Linked DNA regions of Pan troglodytes: region 2 is linked to region 1. The links are chromatin contacts, called in public HiChIP or PLAC-seq maps. All regions are on one chromosome and are shown on one strand. The core of a region is the stretch at or near the end of the contact, and the rest is flanking DNA. Distances in the headings are between cores, read along the strand shown.

The links. HiChIP or PLAC-seq counts read pairs in DNA pulled down with a chosen protein or histone mark.
Region 2: a contact with region 1 is called in an H3K4me3 HiChIP or PLAC-seq map of stem cell-derived excitatory neurons, with 2.8 times the contacts expected there. The contact joins the promoter of CCT6B here to the promoter of RFFL in region 1. A contact is called at or near these places in 1 of 7 Hi-C or Micro-C datasets (stem cell-derived neural progenitor cells) and 1 of 1 datasets of contacts at active chromatin or transcription factors (stem cell-derived excitatory neurons).

Annotation. Positions count from the first base shown.
Region 1 is chr19:32,512,794-32,517,569 of NHGRI_mPanTro3-v2.0_pri, forward strand. RFFL (ring finger and FYVE like domain containing E3 ubiquitin protein ligase) reads left to right here and starts at 2,807. Exons shown (of 7, transcript XM_063798709.1): 1 at 2,807-3,167.
Region 2 is chr19:32,642,825-32,647,600 of NHGRI_mPanTro3-v2.0_pri, forward strand. CCT6B (chaperonin containing TCP1 subunit 6B) reads left to right here and starts at 2,262. Exons shown (of 14, transcript NM_001246643.1): 1 at 2,262-2,519; 2 at 4,121-4,184. The coding sequence starts at 2,383. It overlaps ZNF830 (zinc finger protein 830), which reads right to left and starts at 2,224. Exons shown (of 3, transcript XM_016931999.4): 1 at 903-2,224; 2 at 661-747. The coding sequence starts at 2,204. The coding sequence ends at 1,086.

The DNA.
Region 1 (4,776 bases), core at 1,557-4,056:
AAAAACAAAACAAAACAAAACAAAAAACACTTTATATTTTACAGAAGCTATTAGATCCAGAGAAGCCGGTAGGGGGTGCTGGTGAAATGGAATGGTGATTTGGGATTTTGGAATCAGGAAAAAGATCTAAGTTCAAAACCCTGCTAGTCCCTTTCTGGCCGAGTTACTTAGACAAGGTAATGTCTCTGTCCTACTGGTAAAGTGTATGTTGCAGGGGAATTACATTTTCTTTGTTGGTAAAATGTATGTCTCAGGGGGATTAAACAGATAATTTATGTAAAGTGCCTTTCACAGAGAGTCTGGCACATAGTAGGTGGTCAGTCACTATGAATTCTTCCAGCTCTTGCCAGAAATAACTAAAATCAGGGCACTAGGACTTCCAAGCTGTGCTGCTACTAATAAAAGAAATAATATGATTTATTTTTTCACAACTGTTTGGGGAAAGGCCTGTGCTTCATACATATGCATTGGAAAGTACTTAGCAAATGAGTAGAAATAATAAAAATATGTCCAAGTAAACAGCTCCTATAAATATGTCACTTGGTAGACAAATTAGTGTTTTATCACTACTAAATACTATTGCTCGCTGAAAAGGATTTCGGATTGCTTGCACAATGGGTACATTATTGAATGCCTCTGTGGAAGGGCATGATAAAGATGAAAAATAGTGATGGTGGTAATGCCTAAGGTGGAGAAAGGAGGAGCGTGGATAAACGCAGCTCGGAGGCCTCTGTGCTGCAGTGATATGCACATTATTTAGCAGCATTCCAATGATTTGCTTGTAATATGTACCAGAGGGCCCAGAAAAAAATGATTTCCACAGGATGTCATGAATCCAAACTTCAATTATTGGATCCAATCAGTGCATTAAGTGCACCCCCTTTCAGAACTGAACCTTCAGGTTGTAAACTAAGTTTACGAAAGGACATCCCCAGGTCTCACCCCACCCTTGTTCTGGACCTATTAACTTTTTTTTCTGTTTGTTTGTTTTTTGTTTTGAGATGGAGCCTTGCTCTGTCACCCAGGCTGGAGTGCAGTGGCACGATCTCGGTTCACTGCAACCTCCACCTCCCGAGTTCAAGTGATTCCCCTGCCTCAGCCTCCCGAGTAGCTGGGATTATAGGCGTACGCCACCACGCCTGGCTAATTTTTGTTATTTTTATTAGAGATGGGGTTTCACTACATTGGCCAGGCTGGTCTCAAACTCCTGACCTCAAGTGATCAGGTCTCCCAAAGTGCTGGGATTACAGGCATGAGCCACCGCGCCTGGCCTGGACCTATTAACTTTCTATAGCTATGATTTCTATCAAGAGAAAGAGTGATGTGGTGGAAAAGGCTGTGCCTTCATCACAGCTAGGAATCTATTTCAGAATTGAGAGGATGGACAAGGTCCTGGCATATCTAGGGAAAAGGAATTAGAGGGAAAGGAGGAGACCATAAATGCCTTTGGAGGGCAGGGCTGGAAATGAAGACTTAGAGAGAAGCAAACCAGACAGAATTGCATCAGGGAAAGTTACAAAAATAGCCAGGAAGGAAAATGAAGGGTACATTTAATTTGGATGTGGGAGGCCTTTAGCAGGTCAGTCTTTCCGTGCATTCCAGGTGATTGAAAAAATCAGTTTTAAATTCCAGCTTTTTGGGGCACAGTGGCTTGTCCCGGTAATCCCAGCACTTTGGGAGGCAGAGGCGGCAGATCGCTTGAGGTTAGGAGTTTGAGACCAGCCTGGCCAACATGGTGAAACTCTGTCTCCACCAAAAACAGGCAAACAAATAAACAAATTAACCAAGCGTGGTAGCGGGTGACTGTAGACCCAGCTATAGGGTGGGAAGATCCTTTGAACCTGGGAGGCGGAGGTTGCAGTGAGCGGAGATCACGCCACTGCATTCCAGCCTGGGTGACAGTGAGACTCTGTCTCAAAAAAATAAATAAATTGCAGCTCCGTGTATTCAAGACACTGCTGGTTGAAAGAAAAAAAAAGCAATACATTCCAGCTCCACCTTTTTCTAACCATGTGGTTTTGGGTAAATTACTTAATATGTAGATCCTCATTGATAACATGGGAATAATAGTACTCAGTTTGCTGGGTTGTGAGGATTGAAAATAATACTTGTAAAGTGACAGAGTCTGATATGTATACGTGATCTTATTATTATTATTTCTGAGGCGTCGTCTCGCCCTTGTTGCCCAGGCTGGAGTGCAATGGCGCGACCTTGGCTCACTGCAACCTCTGCCTTCCGAGTAGCTGGGATTACCGGCACCCGCCACCATTCCTGGCTAATTTTTTGTATTTTTAGTAGACATGGGGTTTCACCATGTTGACCAGGCTGGTCTCGAACTCCTGACGTCAGGTGATCCACCCACCTCAGCCTCCCAAAGTGCTGGGATTACAGGCATGAGCCACCACGCCTGGCTCATGATCTTATTTTCCTTACGATATTCCTTGTTTGAAAATACAAATTGTTCAGAAAAACTAGGAGTTCTCAATAGAACCTAAAGCCTAAGAAAATTGTGTCACTAGACACCATTTAAAAGAAGGATTAGAACTTAATATTACGTTCATGACTAGGCATGGTAGCCCACGCTGGCTAACCATCCCCTGGGCCGCCCTGCTGCTTGGCGGTTTACTAACCACAGCTACATGCATGCGCTCACTAAATCCTCACGCCAACCTGCGTTTCTGGGATGAGAAAACCAGAGTTCGTAAAGGTTAGGTACCTTGCTGAAAGGTGCATGGGTGAAAGGCAAGGATGGATCCTCGCTGAGTCATTCTCATTCTACCACAGCCTTCCTCAGCAGCTTCCTGACTTTCCTGAGGGGAAGTAGCTAGTCCTAGCGGTTTAGACTGGGCAGTGCTAGAGTGAGTGGGACAAGCATGGGTTTTTAGGTCCCACAGACCCGGCTTCTAATACCTCCCAGTTGTGGGACGCTGAATAAGCTCGTAACCCCTAGTGGGCCTGGGTTTCTGCAATCATGAAGCGGGGGAAACCATCGCCTGCTCATCGCACTGAGGAGTCAATGAGACATGAAAGTCAGGCACCTTTCAAAGTTTTATGACATGAGTTCAGAGGTGTTGAGGGACTCGCTCAAGGTCACCAAGCCGGGTCTTGACCCAGCTGAAACTTGGACCTGGACCCTTGGGCGCCTCCCGCAGAGTTGTGTGACCAAGGTAACCAGCAGCGGCCGACCCCATGACTTTGGGGAAACGACGCCTCTTACGGCCCCACGGCTCAGGCCAGCCCGGCCCCGCCGCCGGGAGCCTCAGCTCCGCCAGGGGGCGCGAGCGGAGGCCGCGCTCGAGGCCGCCGGGCGCCTCGCTCTTCTCTATGGTGGCTCGGGCGCGGCGGGAGCGGAGGCGCGATCCCGAGAGGGGGCGGGGCCGAGTCAGGGGCGGGGCCGCGCGGAGGGCGGGAGCGGCCGGGCCGGGCCGGCTGGGGATGGGTGGGAGGGGGGGCCGACTTCCTGGGGCCGCCCGTGAGGATGTCGCGACCGCCCCCGGGTGCCCCTCAGCCCCAGAGACGCCGCCGCGGCGGAGTCCGCAGCCTCCCTGCCTGAGGCGTCCGCGGCCGGGATCCGGCCCCTCCCCTCGCCTCCTCTCCTAGGTGCCGGCCGGGAGGGCGGCCGCAGCAGGTGAGGAGGCGGCGGCGGCGGCGGCGCTGGGGGCCGCTGGGCGCCCGGCCTGGGGAAGGACGGGAAGGGGGACGGTCGGGTGCCGTCAGGCTGTGGTCTGGGGGCCCTTCCTCTGTGTGGGGCGCGGCCTGGGACTCTCCCTGCCCTACAGGGGTGGGGGGAAGCCCTTGGCTGGCTGGAAGTCCCCGCCTTCAGGGCAGCCCACACCTGTCCTTTGAAAAGTCCCCTCAAAGAAAGCGTTTCACCTGTGGGGGCAGTAACAGGAGACGTGCGTCCTCGATTATCCCCAAGCGCCCTGCAGACCGGCAGGTCTAGTTGGCTTGTGGGGAAAAGATACCTCTTTGTACGTCAGAGGAAACTGAGGCAGGTCCGCGGCGGCCTGCTTACCCCTTTAAAGGAACCAGCCCGTCCCTGTCTCCGTCTTAGAGGAGGCGGCTGGAGGAGGGAGGTTTGGAGTTTGGAGGTTTGATGGAGAAGTTTGGGAATGCGGTTCTCCCCGCAGGGTCCACTGTTCCCTCGCTTGGGAGTTGTCCTCTGTTCGCGATGTGTGTGAGGTCGCCACTGTGCGGCAGCGGTCAAGACCGAGAGGGAAATGGGGCCTCTCTTCAGCCGGCTGCCCAGGAGACAGTTGACCAGACATGGGGAAGTCTGGCGAACCAGGGGAGCCAGAGCCTCCGCTGGCACGTCTGCTCAGAGCTTGAGTTCAGGCTGGCAGAAGAGATAAACAACAGCATATCATTTTCTCCTTTTTGTTGGTCTGTCATTTGTTCTAGGGGGGAAGAAGACTGCTTGTGTAATCAAGAGTGTACCGTGCACCCCCCAGTCTACCATAAGGAAGGATAATTGTTAGCTTGGAAATAGGGTTTTACCCACAACTGTCACTTTGCTCCCTGGTTAAAGGCCAGAGTGACGTGATGAACAAACATCCCGGGGTGCATGTGGCCTTCTAAGAAAGCAGTGAGTTCCTTATGTATCCCTTTGATTATTGGTTTGGAGGACAGAGAGACTTCCTGTTAACCACTGTCGCTGCAACTGTTTGGGGTGCCTTATTCTCCCCGTGACAGTTCAATTTACTGAAATGTGGGCCGGGCTGCCCGTTTATTATACCATTCTTCTAGGAATGGGAGTAGGCAGGGGACAAGGTACTG
Region 2 (4,776 bases), core at 1,012-3,511, 130 kb after region 1:
TATGCATTTCAACTCCAGAACACTGCTAATTCCCTTTTCCTATTTGAGTACCTCAATCTCTAAAGGAAGGAGTGATTTAAACTATCAATGACCAGCAAGAGCCAATTGTTACTGCTGGAAAGACAACTTAAATATTCTTTCTACAATAGATAGGACCCGCAAACAAGGAACCCTAATTTACCACCAAATAACAAAATTTAAGGCTGGATGAAATAAATAAAAGATAATATTTTTTCCTTCATTCAAGAAACAGCAAATTTATGGAATGTGTTATTTAAAGAAAAAGAAAAAACCTGAAAAACATAAATGGGTTCTGGATTTAGGGCAGTTACTCTCTAACCCTGGCATATATTAGAATAACCTGGGTGCTTAAAAAACACAGTTGCCTGGGCCCAATCCCAGATTTATTGAAGGGGAAGGCCTCAGACACTTTAATTATTTTAATGCTTCATAGGTGACTCTCATGTGCAACCACATCTGACCATCATTGGTCTGGTCAAGAGAAACTTTGGTTTAGGGAGGCTGATCATGTTTGGCATATAGTTTTCTTATGTTTTTAAAATAAAGCATACTAAGAGAACTGATTAACCTACAATGACTTATGTGTTTATGAAGTGTTCTAAAAAACCATACAAAAACCAAAGAAACAAGAAAACAAACCTTTTCAACTTGATGTAGGGTTCAGAAGATACATACATTCCAAATACCACAGTAAGCATTCATCTGAAAGTTTGCTGGTTGGTCTTTCTATTAATTAAAAAAATTCAAAACAGAATACAGATTTAACTATGTACAATATTTACAACTTACAGATTTTACAACGAAATTATACAGTTAAGTCTGTCGTGGAAAAGTTGGCATTTTGGTATATAACACTTCAGAAATTTCAAAAACAACTTTACCTCAAAAACATGTTACACAAATTTTCCAAAGTGCTGTAGCTCACTGGCTCATTTTATCTCAACAATCCAGTTTAGCAATCCAGGTACGCAAATCTTGAGGCATGAAGTAACCGCTATACTACTGAGAGACAGCACTTTTTATACAATAGCAGAGGCTGTTAGAAACCTTGGGTCTTTAAAACCCTATAACAATGCCCCTTTCACCCTCCAATCCTGAGACAACAAATCCTGTAGTTCCCCCTCATCATCGCTGTCAGCATTCTCTTCTTCCTTTTTCTGCAGTTCTTTTATGGTCAGGATTTCTTTAAGTTTATTTTTTATTTCATCCTGGCGATTCCGTAGCTTTTCCACCCGTCGGTAACACTCTATCTGCTCATCGATCTCCCCAATTTGGCGGTCCAACCGTCCCTCCTCATCCTCTTCGGCAACTATGGCTTCGGAAATAGTGTTGACCTGCCTCATGGCTTTTTGGAATTCGTCCCACTCTTTGTCCATCTGATCTTTTGGAGCATCAACCTTTCGTACTCTTGCATCTACCTCAGGGTCGTCAAAAAAACCTTCCGGTAACGCTTCCGCGGTGTTTTCTCTCCTTTCCACCACTTTTTCATGTATTTCTGCTTTCTCAATTGACCCTGAATGAGGAATTATGGGGGCCTTGGGAGGATTAGTACTAAAGAAATCGTTTGGCAGCACACTACTTGTTACCTCCCGTGAAGAGGAAACTGAGTGCTCCTTGCCCTGTGCGTCGGAGAGCGGCTTGCTGGCGTCCCCCCTTTTTCTTTCTCCATCTCCTTCCTCCTCCTCTTCCTCCTCCTCCTCATCTTCATAATCGGGGAGTAAACTGAGTCCTGAAGGCTTACTGGGAGTCGCTCTAATGAACTCCTTTCCTATTTTGTCCAAGTTGGTGGTCCACGCAGATGTGGAGGGCTGTACCTGAGGCACCAAGGTGGCCTTCGCTCTCTTGACATCTTGGTCGTCTGCGTCCGGCGCTTTCCTCTTGACGGACTGAGGCGCTGAACTGGCGGGCGAACCCTGGCTGGCTTCCTTCGCGCCTTTCAGCTCGGCCACTTTCTCTCGGTGCTGCTTTCCCAGGACGTGAGTCTGCCACAGGAGCTCGCTCTTAACCGGAGTGTTACACAGGGCACAACTCAGCTGCCCCAAACGGTTGTACTTCGCGAATGGAGATTCTATCCGTTTCCGACTGGTGCTCAGACGCTGCTTCTCCTTCATTAACCGCCGCAATTCTTCCTGATTTACCACTCGCTTCCCTGCCGGAGTCCGGGCGGAGGCGGAGGACGCCATCTTGGCGACCAGACCCAAAACGATTCTGGTTTCCGTCGGGCGAGGCATGATAACGTCACTTCCGGTAAGGGCGATGATTGGCCGAGGCTCAAGAGAGCGTGGCGTCGCATTGCCGTTTTTGCTCAGAATCGCGACTAAGGCTTTTTTTTTTTTTTTTCTCCCTCTGAACGGTTAGGCTATGGCTGCGATAAAGGCCGTCAACTCCAAGGCTGAGGTGGCGCGGGCCCAGGCAGCTTTGGCTGTCAATATATGCGCCGCCCGAGGGCTGCAGGATGTGCTGCGGTCCAACTTGGGTCCTAAAGGCACCATGAAAATGTGAGACAGCGGTTGGAGCGGCCATTACGCGGCTAGGGGCCCGTTGGTGTCCTGTCGCCCTCTGAGGCAGGCGTCCGCGTAGCGCTGTGGATGTTCTTGCGAGCTTGATTTCCCTCATTCTCATCCCTGCTCTGAGGGTATTTCTCGCCTGGTGCAGGTGGAGGAGGAAAGCCTCCCCTAGTAGAGGGCCCCAGGAGTGAAGCTGTGGCGCTTCCCCCACCCCCGACTTGTCGTCAAGGTTCATATGCAGTTAGAAAGTCAGTTAATTTAGTGTCTCATTGGAAACAAAGCATTTAACTCCTCTGCTCTTTAAGACTGTATACCCTTGGTCCATAAATTCAACAAGTAGTTTTGTTTTTTGTATGGCAATGTAGTGGAGAGGACACAGGCTTTGGAGCCAGGAAGGCATGGGGTCAAATCCAAGTTCTACTTGAATACCCCGTGTCTATGGTTGTTCATATCTATTCATCTTTTCAGTATATATTAAGCACCCTTTTCTATAGACAAGAGTGAGGAAAAGAGACCAGTGAGGGCAAAAGGGTATAAGAGGAGAGACACATCCTCATAGTAATGAACAAAATAATATTAATGGTAAAATAAGTCACTTAGGTACCAGTTGCTGGGACACAGAAATGATCAAGATAACGGTTTCTGTTCTTAAGGAGATGTGGTAGAGACGGATGTGGTAGAGTAGGATGTGCTAATTATATATAGATGCATATGATTATGCTGAGGAAAGGGACTGATGGCAGAAGGAAAAGCATCTTAAGTAACATGTTTGATCAGTCTTGAAAGAAGAATAAGACTTCACTAGTTGGAAGAGGGAGTAAAGGCCTGGGCAAAGTAATTTCAGGAATAAGAAAGACCAATGGTGCAAATCCAACAGAAACAAAACAAAACATGGTATATTAAGGGAACCAGAAGATTTGCTTGTGGAAAAGTAGATGAGGCAGGGAAGATATTGGGAAAGGTCAAGTATGTCATTGCTGTGTTTGGATTTTAACTTGAAAATGATAGAAAACATAAAAATCATTGGAGGACTTTTGATCAGGGAACTGACTGAATCACGTTGCCTTTTAGAAAGAAAAATGTGTGGAGGGTATATTTAAGTTTGGAGATATCCGGATGCCATCCAAAGTAGAGCTGATAACAGTGGAGATGGAGAGAAGGGGGCAGATTCAAGAGATATTTAGGTAGTAGAATTGATAGAACTTGGTGATCTAATAAATGCAGGGATGAGGGAAACTAAGTTGAGTGACTGAATGAATGAAAACATTCACCAAAATTAAAACCTGCAGGAAATTTGCGAATTTGTGCTTTGTAGACTTCCAAGTATTCTTTGACCAAACCACTGTTCATAACTCATCAAGTGCTTTTATCTTTAAACCTGTAAATGGTCCATTTGGAATGAAATCTCCATAAGCTGTCCATCTGGGGAGAAATGATTCTGTGAGCTGCAAATGGTGGTAATTACCATGGCATATTCCCATGGTACAGTGGAAGTTTTCCGAGCCCAGTTCCCTCTATTAAGGATAATGGAGTGGCAAGCACTGGGAGTGTCTTCCTACCACATGAAGTTAATATCATTCTTCTCTGAACAGGCTTGTTTCTGGTGCAGGTGACATCAAACTCACCAAAGATGGCAATGTGCTGCTCGATGAGATGGTGAGCTGATGCTGCTGACTTTAATAAACCTTAATAAGCCTTAATTAGAAGCATAGTAGAACTTGTGTATCTTTAAGCCAAGGCTGTGAGCTAAATACTGCAGTCTTGAGATATGCTGAAGACTGTTGAATTAGACCTCAATAAAAAAATTTTTTTGGCCGGGTGTGGTAGCTCACTCCTGCAATCCCAACACTTTGGGAGGCTGAGGTGGCCAAATTGCTTGAGCCCAGGAGTTCAAGACCAGGCTGGGCAACATGGTGAAAACCGTCTCTACAAAAAAAAAAAAAAAATTTGCTCAGTGTGGTGACATACGCCTATAGTCCCAGCTACTCTGGAGGCTGAGGTGAGAGGATCACTTGAGCCCAGAAGGCCAAGGCTGCAGTGAATGAGATTGTGCCACTGCACTCCAGCCTGGGTGGCAGAGTGAAACCCTGTCTCAAAAAAAAAAAAAAAAAAAAAGTTTTTTTTTTTTGGCTGTTTCCAAGTCTTTGTATACTTAGGCATACTTATAAATCAATAATATCTTTTAAGGGCACTGCCTTATGTTCTTTGTAATTATGGAAAAATAAAAATATCCTTTGCAAGTTTAATA